2 separate regions of the Anas platyrhynchos genome follow, and region 1 is linked to region 2. Evidence: chromatin contacts called from public Hi-C data. All regions are on one chromosome and are shown on one strand. Each heading gives the region's core, a stretch centred on a gene start, on an enhancer-like site or on the middle of the called end of the contact. The rest is flanking DNA. Distances are from core to core; before and after follow the strand shown.

What was found. Hi-C and Micro-C count contacts between places; a contact is called where the count stands out from the background.
Region 1: a Hi-C map of skeletal muscle shows a contact between it and region 2, with 6 times the contacts expected there. The contact joins the promoter of CHLSN here to the enhancer-like site in region 2. A contact is called at or near these places in 3 of 8 Hi-C or Micro-C datasets (liver, skeletal muscle and subcutaneous adipose tissue).

The regions. Positions count from the first base shown.
Region 1 is chr15:14,368,010-14,372,683 of IASCAAS_PekinDuck_T2T, reverse strand. It overlaps CHLSN (cholesin), which reads left to right and starts at 2,739. Exons shown (of 5, transcript XM_027468889.3): 1 at 2,739-2,995; 2 at 3,526-3,655. The coding sequence starts at 2,754. ZFAND2A (zinc finger AN1-type containing 2A) reads left to right here. Exons shown (of 7, transcript XR_003500642.3): 7 at 138-289.
Region 2 is chr15:14,127,607-14,132,041 of IASCAAS_PekinDuck_T2T, reverse strand. All of the region lies in intron 4 of ADAP1 (ArfGAP with dual PH domains 1), which reads left to right. Among named protein-coding and RNA genes, the nearest start is that of GET4, 26 kb to the right of the region's middle. Within about 2 kb of position 1,656, at least 1 of the 8 cell types and tissues checked has an H3K27ac peak or open chromatin away from gene starts, as enhancers often do. A contact at or near this core is called in subcutaneous adipose tissue, where this site is marked.

The DNA of each region.
Region 1 (4,674 bases), core at 1,490-3,989, 240 kb before region 2:
GGTGCTTCAGTGTAATGCTGAGAACGCATAGCAAATCTCTGAATGACCCAAGTCCTTCCCAGCCATGGTTTGACTGACTCCCTTTGACTGCAAGTTGTAATTGAATGACTCTTACGGTTTACTCTTCTGTCTTTCAGATGCAGATGATAGAAGCTCTTCACACTGGATCAAGCATCTGCCTACTTCAGTTAATCTTGTCTGAAGCTCTTTAAACTTTTTCTATGCAAGTAACTTATTTTTGTGTATAATCTCTTATGGATTTAATAAACTGTCAGCCTTTCTAAGCCAACTTTGTTTATATATTTAGAATAAGAGCTGTAATACAATCATAGAATCATTAAGGTTGGAAAAGACCTTCAAGATGATCTGGTCCAACTGTCACCCTACTATGAAAAACACTTGGAGGAAACTGGGGGGTGGTTTTAGAAAAACTAAAATTAGGGTTAAACTGCTTGTTTTGCTTAGGTTGTGCAAGGCTAAACTGAGTCTCATAAGGTGAAAGACTGAAATACATGTGAATGTCATAGCTCTCAATCCTTTTGGAAATGATCTGGCACAATGCTGCATTGTGCTTGACAACAACATATCAATGTGAAGTCAGTTTTCTATGGTGTCTCTTGGTTTCTGAATGTTGTTGGAAGTACTGATTTATAAAGCCATACCCTGTCCTTTTAGGCCCTCCCTAAGCAATTCACTGTAGGGATAGTGCTCACAGAGGCACGCACAGCGTAATTCTTCATAATTTATTGCCCCCAAGGTAGAAATCTAGACTTGTATTTGTATTTTCTTGCAGTTGGGGCAAAAAGGAAAACAGAAGCTATTAACTGTTCCTTGTCCCACATAATAAGGCCAAAATACAGCACTGTCAAAGGAGCCTACTCTTGCTCCCTTCCTGAAAGGTTTAAACAACACATTTTTGTTATGTCTGTTGTCTTCACCAGCAATCTTACCTGAAGGCTCAGCTCTTTGAACTGCATGAACATCCAGCTGCTTAGTTTGGGGCCCAAAGTACTGTAGCTTGAGGAAATAGAAGTGTGCTGTTAATGAACAATGCTAATTCCCCAGCTGTGATCTAAGTAGACCTCTCATCCAACTAATTGTGAGAAAAATGCCAAAGCTTACTGATGATGTCAGGGGGCCAAGACCTCAATTTCATGTGTCATTGGAACCATTCCTCTGCATGCTGGGGCTGGTAGGCTGGAGTATTGGTTTAGGACTAATGGATGGGTAATTGCAGTCTATTGAATCACCTGCAGTTGAGTTCCCAACCCCATTTTCTTGAGGTGGGAGGAATAGCAGTTTGTGTAGCTGAGAATGCTGTGTTCCTTGACCTGCCTGGAAAAAATAATCTTTGATAATACCGCAAGAGATGTGAGCAAGATTGCAGTTAACGCGTGTGGTTTATACAACCTTGGGGCTTACTGCAATTGTGCAAATGGTGTGTGCTTCTTGTCTCTATTTGAAGAGGCTTAATTCTTAGGTTACAAATGCTCCCTGAAGAAATGCAGATTTATGGTCCTTTACAGGAATAACACAAATGGCCAGCATATTGACTTGTAGGTCTTTTATCAGAAAGGGGAAAGATAATAAAATTTCTAGCAAATGCAGAACAAAAAAATGTGCGCTACTCATTGTCTAATGTGATTTTTTTTTCTCATCCACTGACATGTTTTTTGGAGAATGGTTAAAGCTATGTGGAAGGTCATAGCTGGCCAAAATGAATGTCTAAAGCTGTCAGGTACAAATTACAGCTGCTAGTTCTGTTTAACCTTGTTTTATGCAATCCTGTGGTCTAAATAGTGATTTGGTAGTATTTGTAATACTGTGTTTAACCACAGGGTGTCACAATAGGATGTGTAATAAAACAATTGTTATTCTAGGTACCATAAATAGAAAACATGCTTTCCCCATTCACATTGTAACAAAAGCCTAAATTATGGCTCTAATTTTAGATACCACCACCTAGTGATTATCTTGTGTGCTCTAGTGCTGTAACTCATCCCTAAGACAGCACTAGTTATGGGACTTTTATAATTTTTCTGTATAATATACAACTGGACATGTTTCCAAACTCTGCTGTGTACCCTGCTGTGGGAAGAGTTTGCAGGGGGAGCAGCAGCGGTCCTGACAGTACTGCGATGGGTACCCCATAGTGTGGGGAGCAGGTAGGTGGAAGCAGCAATGGTTGTGACCCCAGTCTGGTCAGGAGAAAGAGGTATAAAGGTTTACCTCTTCACGTGGGTATGTGTAATATATTGAGTTACTGCTGCCAAAACCGGCACCTCAGCTACTGGGGTCAAAGCAGTTGGAAGCTGAAAACCCTGTGTCAGGCTGTCACTTAAAAATGCTCCAGTGACTCATTTGTTTTCAGTAAATATTCCTGCCTTTAAATCACTGGGGAGATGTTTGTGCACAAGGTAAGTATTTATAGCAAATGGAAGCCGGTACATTTCCAGGAACCCATGTGCTTGGCGCTGTTTGTCACCCACCCACACCTCAGCAGCTGCCTGCTCCCTGCCCTCAGAGCCCCGCAGGGCTGCTCCAGCCGCACAGCACTTATGATCTGCTGACTGAAGTGGGTGATACTGGTCCCTGGGGAGCCGAAAGCCCCTGTGCTAGCCCGTGAGGGGGTGGCAGCGCTGGGTTGTGTGGGGGACACCGGGGGTGGTAGGGCCGGGGCGGGAGGGCTGCGCGGGGCCTGCAGGCCTCGGTGGGCCCCGGGCCCGGCGGCCGTCACCCTGGCAACGGTCACCATGGCAACGGTGGGCGGGGCGAGCGCTGAGGCCTCGGCGCGCGGAGCTGACGTCACACAAAAAAGCCGGCCGGGCCCGCCCTCAGCACGCTCCCTCCGAGAGGGCGCTCAACACCACACCTCGCCTTCCTATTGGCTAGCTAAGGGATTGGCAGCTCCGAGCGCCAACCGGTTGCGCCCGCTGCCTTTGCTACAGCCAATAGCAGGGAGGGGGCGGGCTGCGGCGGGGAGCGTGAGTGTGAGGTGCGTGAGGGGGCCGCGTGCACCCCGCTCGCGCGTGGCCGCTGAGGGGCGGCCGGGCCGGGGGGGGCTGAGGGGGAGCCGTTGGGATCCATTGGGATCCATTGGGATCCGTTGGGATCTCCACGCCCTCGTGCCGGTGTAAAAGGCAGAGTAACGGCCGCCGGCAGGCAGAGCCGGGGCCGCGTGGCTGTGCCGGCTTCGGGAGCGGGCGGCCCCGAGGCTGGGGGGTCCCGGCGTGAGCGCAACCGGAGCGAGATCCTGAGGAGAACGGGGAAAGTCAGCCGGACTGGTCCAGGTTCGGTGCCAGCAGTGTTTTCAGTTAGGCAGTCAGATGTACCTCTTGAGATGCTGTGGTTATAGGGTGGCCTGTCAGTATATGCTTCTCTGGCATTTATAATAAATTAAAGTTATTTAAAATAAATAAAAGGATTCTAATTGCACTTTTCTAGTGGCATTTAAAATAATCAATTAAATAAAAAGGGTTCTAATTGCACTCTGGCAGCTTCTAATTGCATAGCGTTCTGTTCCAGAATGGCAAAAAAGAACACGCAAAGCAAAGAAATGAAGGAGGAAAAAAGGAAAAAGCTAAAGCAGCGCGTGGCCCCCAAGGGAGAGCTGGAGTCAGAAAGTGAGCCAAAGAAAATGAAAGAGAGCCTGCAGGTAGGTCATCCCGGCTTCAGCTGTTTAATTCAATAAAACAGTTACCTGTGCCGCTACCTGTGGCGTTCAGCACCGACCCTGAACGTACCACGAGATTCCGTGCAGTGATTCCTCGGATATGATCTACCTAGAGTGAAAATGAAAAGATAAACTCAGTCAAAATCTTGAGGTCTGTGTGATTTCTGAGTGTGGTTGTAGCACTCAGAGTACGCGGTCTCTGTTCTGAATGGTTCTGTGAAAGGCAGAGGCTGGGTGGGAGCATGTGAGTGAAAGGGAAACCAAATGCCTTTAAGCAACTGTCATATGGGAGTATAGGCGTAGCCTAAGTCTTCATGTGATTCTGAGGGGTTGGAAGCACATGAAAGATTTCATGGAAATCCTGTTGATTTTTGGTCAGAATGTCAAGTGGCCAGAAGGTGTCAGCAGTCTCTGTATTACGGAATATTTGATAAATTAATGAGAATGAAATTAATGATATTGAGATACTGTTTAAGTGGAAACTTAAAAGTAAAAGCCTTTTTTTCCCTGAAGAAAACAATACAAAAGCAGGGCAACGTACCTGTGGTCTTCTGAGTAAGTTAATGCAAAACATGGATCAAAGCATCAAGTGTTTGGATAATATAGAGAACTGGAGCGTGAAAGGCAAAACTATTTTCCTTAGGAACTGTAAGAGTGACTTTAAGTCATGGTCTTAAAAGCATTCCTTATTTACTAACCTAACATAAAATAAATGTAAAAGGTACGTATTACTCATTTATCATGAGATGCATAGTTCAGTGAAGATCGTAGCTAAGAAGTAGTACTTCTTATTTTACTGTTACACTTTATTGAAGTTTATTGGTAAGAATACTTGATTTTTTTTCTGAGAGCTTTTGTGTTCATGTAAAAGTGTCTCTAGCTATTACATTTGGAGTTTGTGAGACAGTGTAAGAAAAGCAGACGTATTGGCAGTGGCTATTTGGAGTCTATAAATTCTTGCTGTTTAGATCTCAGCAGAAAGGTGCTTAATTAAATCGGGG
Region 2 (4,435 bases), core at 407-2,906:
TTGAGGAAATATCCTTCAGACTCTTCGTGCTAAAAGGAGGTTGTGACATCAGTGTCAGTGGTGGTGAAGGATGGTAGGGATTCTCCACTCAGCTGCTCCAAGTAATTATGCAATTCCTTAACCTCGCAGAAAAAGCAGGCACATCAACTCCAGTGAGTACCCACCCACCATTCTGGTTTAATTAACATCTTACAGCAGGAGCGTAGCAGGCTACTCGGCTTCTGACATACAGAAGCGGTGATATGTACCTGGTAATTTTAGCAGCAAAGTGATGTAGTTGTGTTTGTATCTTCCTCTTCATCTGCAAAGCTCTGAATTGGGGTCAGAGCACCTTGTCTGACTGTCTTGAGAAAAGAAAACTGACTTCAGTAGGTGGAGGGGCCCTGCCCAATCTCTAGGAAAATGCAATTGTTCTTGGATTGCACACACGAGTAAATTTTTTCCTCTTTTTCAGCCTTCCATGCTTTGTCTTGCAGTGAGACCAAGAAAAAAACCAACACAGTAATGCACTTGTTCTTGGGCACAGTATTGGCTTTATCACTGTGCTTGGTTTGGATATAGAAGCATGTTTCTGGTTTTACCACTGACCTAGAAATGTCCTGGAAACAAAAAGTTCCGTTCCCAACTGAAATTGCAAAGTAGAGCACCAAAGAAACTGAAGAGCAGATGTGGTTCAAGTACAAGTTTATCGTGTTTTACATAGAATGAGGGAAAGCAAAATCCATGCGTGATTTTTTTTTTTTTTTCCAAGGCAGTGCATGTGATTGTCCTTCTCTTGGGATGAGTTTCTTTGTTTTCTGAGAACAAAGGCTGAAACTGAAAGAGTCATTTTGGGTACTTCCTATAATCCGCATGCTCAGACATGCCAAAAGCCCCATCAATAAGCACACACCATAACGGCGCTCAGAGCTGGGGAAGTAGCAATATCCCTCTTCTTAAAAATAGGGAACTTGGACAAATTGCTGGAGGAAGTCAGATGGAAAGATGGTATCTGTGTTAGACTGTCTTGAGAGCAAATCCTCTCCCGTGCTTCCTCTGTAGCCCCTTGGATGGTGAGAAACTGGGTTGGGCTGGAGCACCCTAAGGGCTGTGCCATTTCAGGTAACGTGCGTGCTGTTTGTTGGCCAACTTTGTCACAACCGTTTGGCGGCTTTTTTACAAGTGTCCCCATTTTGTGGCAGAGCTGACAGTTTGGTTTTTCGTTTTGGCAGGTGGTTGAAGTGAGAGAGTGTTATTTCTAAAGGGTGCTGGCCAGCAGGTCTCCGTCAGGTAGTTCTTTCTGCAGCCACGGCTGGGTGCTGGTGATCAAGCGCGGCGTCGACAGGCGGCCACGTCCTTTGGGAGAGGATACAAACGTGCCCTAGTGCTACGAATTGGCAAGTGTGGCAGGGCTGGGGGTTGTTTTGCTTCAGCACGAGCAGAACAACCTTCATGAAGGTCTAAATGTGACCAGGTACCTTTACTCTGGAAGCTGTTGGTAAGGTAGTGCAGAGGCGAGGAGGGACTCTGGTACCTCAGCTCTGAGATCTGCTCCCCTCTCCAGCCTCCTGCAGTTCTTTCTCCAGCTGTTTTTGCAATCTTTTAGATCGGGCTGCTGAGGACACGTCTTGCTGACATACTGTTTGCCTGGGGAAGCTGGATGAGTTCATGTTCAGTTCACGTCCAGTTTGTTGTGTTTTGCATTTAATCAGCGCTGACAGGGGTGCAGGCAGCACGTTTGGACAGAGCAGAGGAACAGCTCCCGAGGACACAGCCCTGGAGGAAGAAAGAAAGAAAAGAAGCAAGTAAAGGATTTAAGAAAATCTGTGCCAAAGTACAGCAAAATTAGCAGCTGGCTTTGTCCGAGCAGCCAGGAGCTCTTTTGCAGAGGCAATGGTTCTGGAAAGATCTGGCATATGAACTATGGAAAGGGATTGCATTTGCTATTATGTTGGGGTTTTTTGTTTGATTATTGTTATTTTTTTTAATTAATTTATTTTTTTCTCCCTTGGAGTGGAATTCAGATAACTGTGTTTTGCCACAAAGGGCTGGAAAAAGGGAAATCAAAATGATGCAAATGTCCATACACATGAGGGCATGAAAACCTAGCCTTCCAGCCTGGCCTTGGCACTGGCTCACAGTATTGTCCTCGGCAGCTCACCAAACCTCTGTGTGCTTCCACCTCTTTGTATAAAACCATTAGGATGCCTGTGTGCTGGGGCAAGTGTTGTGTGGGCTTTACAAATTTCCAGTTATTTGAATTTGAGATCCTCTTTGGGGAAATGCGGAGAGTTTTTTATTCCCTGCTCCTGAAGTGTTAAGAGAAATTACACAAAAAAAAAAAAATAATAATTGTGGAGGAGAGCAAGTTTAACAGGGAATGCCTGCAGCACCCTTCCACCCTGTGCCATTCAGATGTTTGTAACAAAACCCTCCAGAGGAGTGAGGGAATGCAACCTGCAGCCAAAACGTGAGGAGTTGCTCCGAGGTTGTGCTGCTGAGGGCTGAGCTCTGTGCCCAGCGCACTCTGCTGAGCTGGGCAAACCCAGGCGGGTGTTTCTGAACTACAAGACTGTGTTTCCTCCTGCATCACCTTGTATTTTGCATTTGTCACCATCTTCCACGTGCTGTCTTCCCTCTCTCTTCTTTGGCACCAGGGTCCTTTCCTCCAGACCCAGCTCTCCAGCCCCTGACGAGCTGGCAGTGTTTCCCCCGTGTCAGCCGCAGCAAGGCTCTGAAACCATCCCCGCTGCTTAGCCACTTGCCATTCCGGAGGGCAGCCACCAGCCATCAGAGCCCTAGCAGCATCTCTGCCTCGTGTGAAGCAAATCTCACGTTTTTACGACTTATCAGCTGGGCAGAACCTGCAGCCTGTCTGACTCCTGTCAGCCCCGTGTTGTGAGGGCTGGGATCCCTGTCCAGCTCTGTCTCGTTCAGGCGCTATCGGGCACGTAGCGGTTTTGCTGATACAACCCTGGCAGGTAGTGGCCTTCCCTGCAAAGCTGGGAATTAATTTGTGCTGCAGCGGTGATGAGAGCAGCTCAGGCTGTGCCTCGTGTGGATGCTGCTGCCCTGGGCTCTTCTGGTGGCTTTCTTGGCCGGCTTCCCCTTGCTTAGGTGTTGGGTCTTAGCTGTCAGTGGGCGCTTCTTTCTAACACTGCGAGTGCCCTCCGAGGGATTGGGCATGGCTTTTTGGTAGAAAAGTCCCAGCTGGAGTTGGGACGGGATCGAATTGTTAGACTGAATCCGCCAGCCTTTGGGGAGGATACACCCCAAGCCTGAAGGACAGACGGCTGGAGCACAGTAAGAGCTTTGCCCCTGTAATTCTCCTGATGTCTCTGGTGTCGGTGCTTTGGTTCCTGGGCTGGTGTACGTGTGCTGCTGTGAGTGGGTCTCGGTGCTGTGCCCATGCGGAGCATTTGTCCTGTGCTGGAGGGACGGGAGGGCAGCAGTGTGATACCACGTTTTAAAAGAAAGTCCTGTTGCAACACATGACCCAAATAAAATACAGAGACAAAGGAGAGGCCGCAGACAGCTGTAAGTATTTCCACCCCTTACATCTGCAGCACGTTATCAGCCCACTGGCAGTCCTGCACGCCAGCAGCTGATGTGAGCTCGGATTTATGACGCTGTAGTTAGCATTCAGCATTACTGATGGCACGGGCTTTGCCATTGCACTTATTTACACCAGATGTTGACAGCTTTGCCTCACAGTCAGCAAAGGTCTCTCTGAGGAGCTGGAAAAGGTATTTGGCTTGGGATTTCATCAGTCCAGACAGAATAAACTGGTATCTTGACTTAGCAGCAAAGGCACGTTTAGCTAGATGGGCAATTTCTCTTCAGTTAGCATCTTTAGCCCTTGTCTGTGTTACTCTTTTCTTTCTGTCATTTCTGATTGTTAAATGTACTTGTGTGTGTGTGGACTTTTTTTTTCTCTAGGTTTCTTATGGCATGGAACCATTTTATATCATTTGTACCTGTAGAGTGAGTGTTGAGGAGTTGGCTGAGTGGTTTTTGTGCATCTCTTCATCTGTGTGTTAAATAAATCCTACATGACACTGGGTGACATGAACAACTGTCTGAAAAGCAGGTTGAATAAGGATTTTCTCTACACCACCATTCATAGCACTCAGATGAAGGACAGGCTGCTTAATGATTCCATAGCCACTTCCACTTACTAAAACAAAGAATAGTTGCAAGTTGTTATAAAATGTGCAGTTTTTAACTTTAAAATCCTAACTTCTGAGAGCCAAAACTGGAAACCTGAAAGGATTGAAATTAAGAGAAAGGGGAACACTTTTTTCAGTGGGACTTTTAAATAATTATATCTTAAATTTATATCATAAAGCTTTTATTGGACAGTTCTTGGGGGTTCCTGTTTTTTATCAGTGCAGGAGGCCCCGTCTTGCCTGCCTTCCTCTTGCTCCAGAAGTGCTATTTCTGTAAGCTGGGAGAG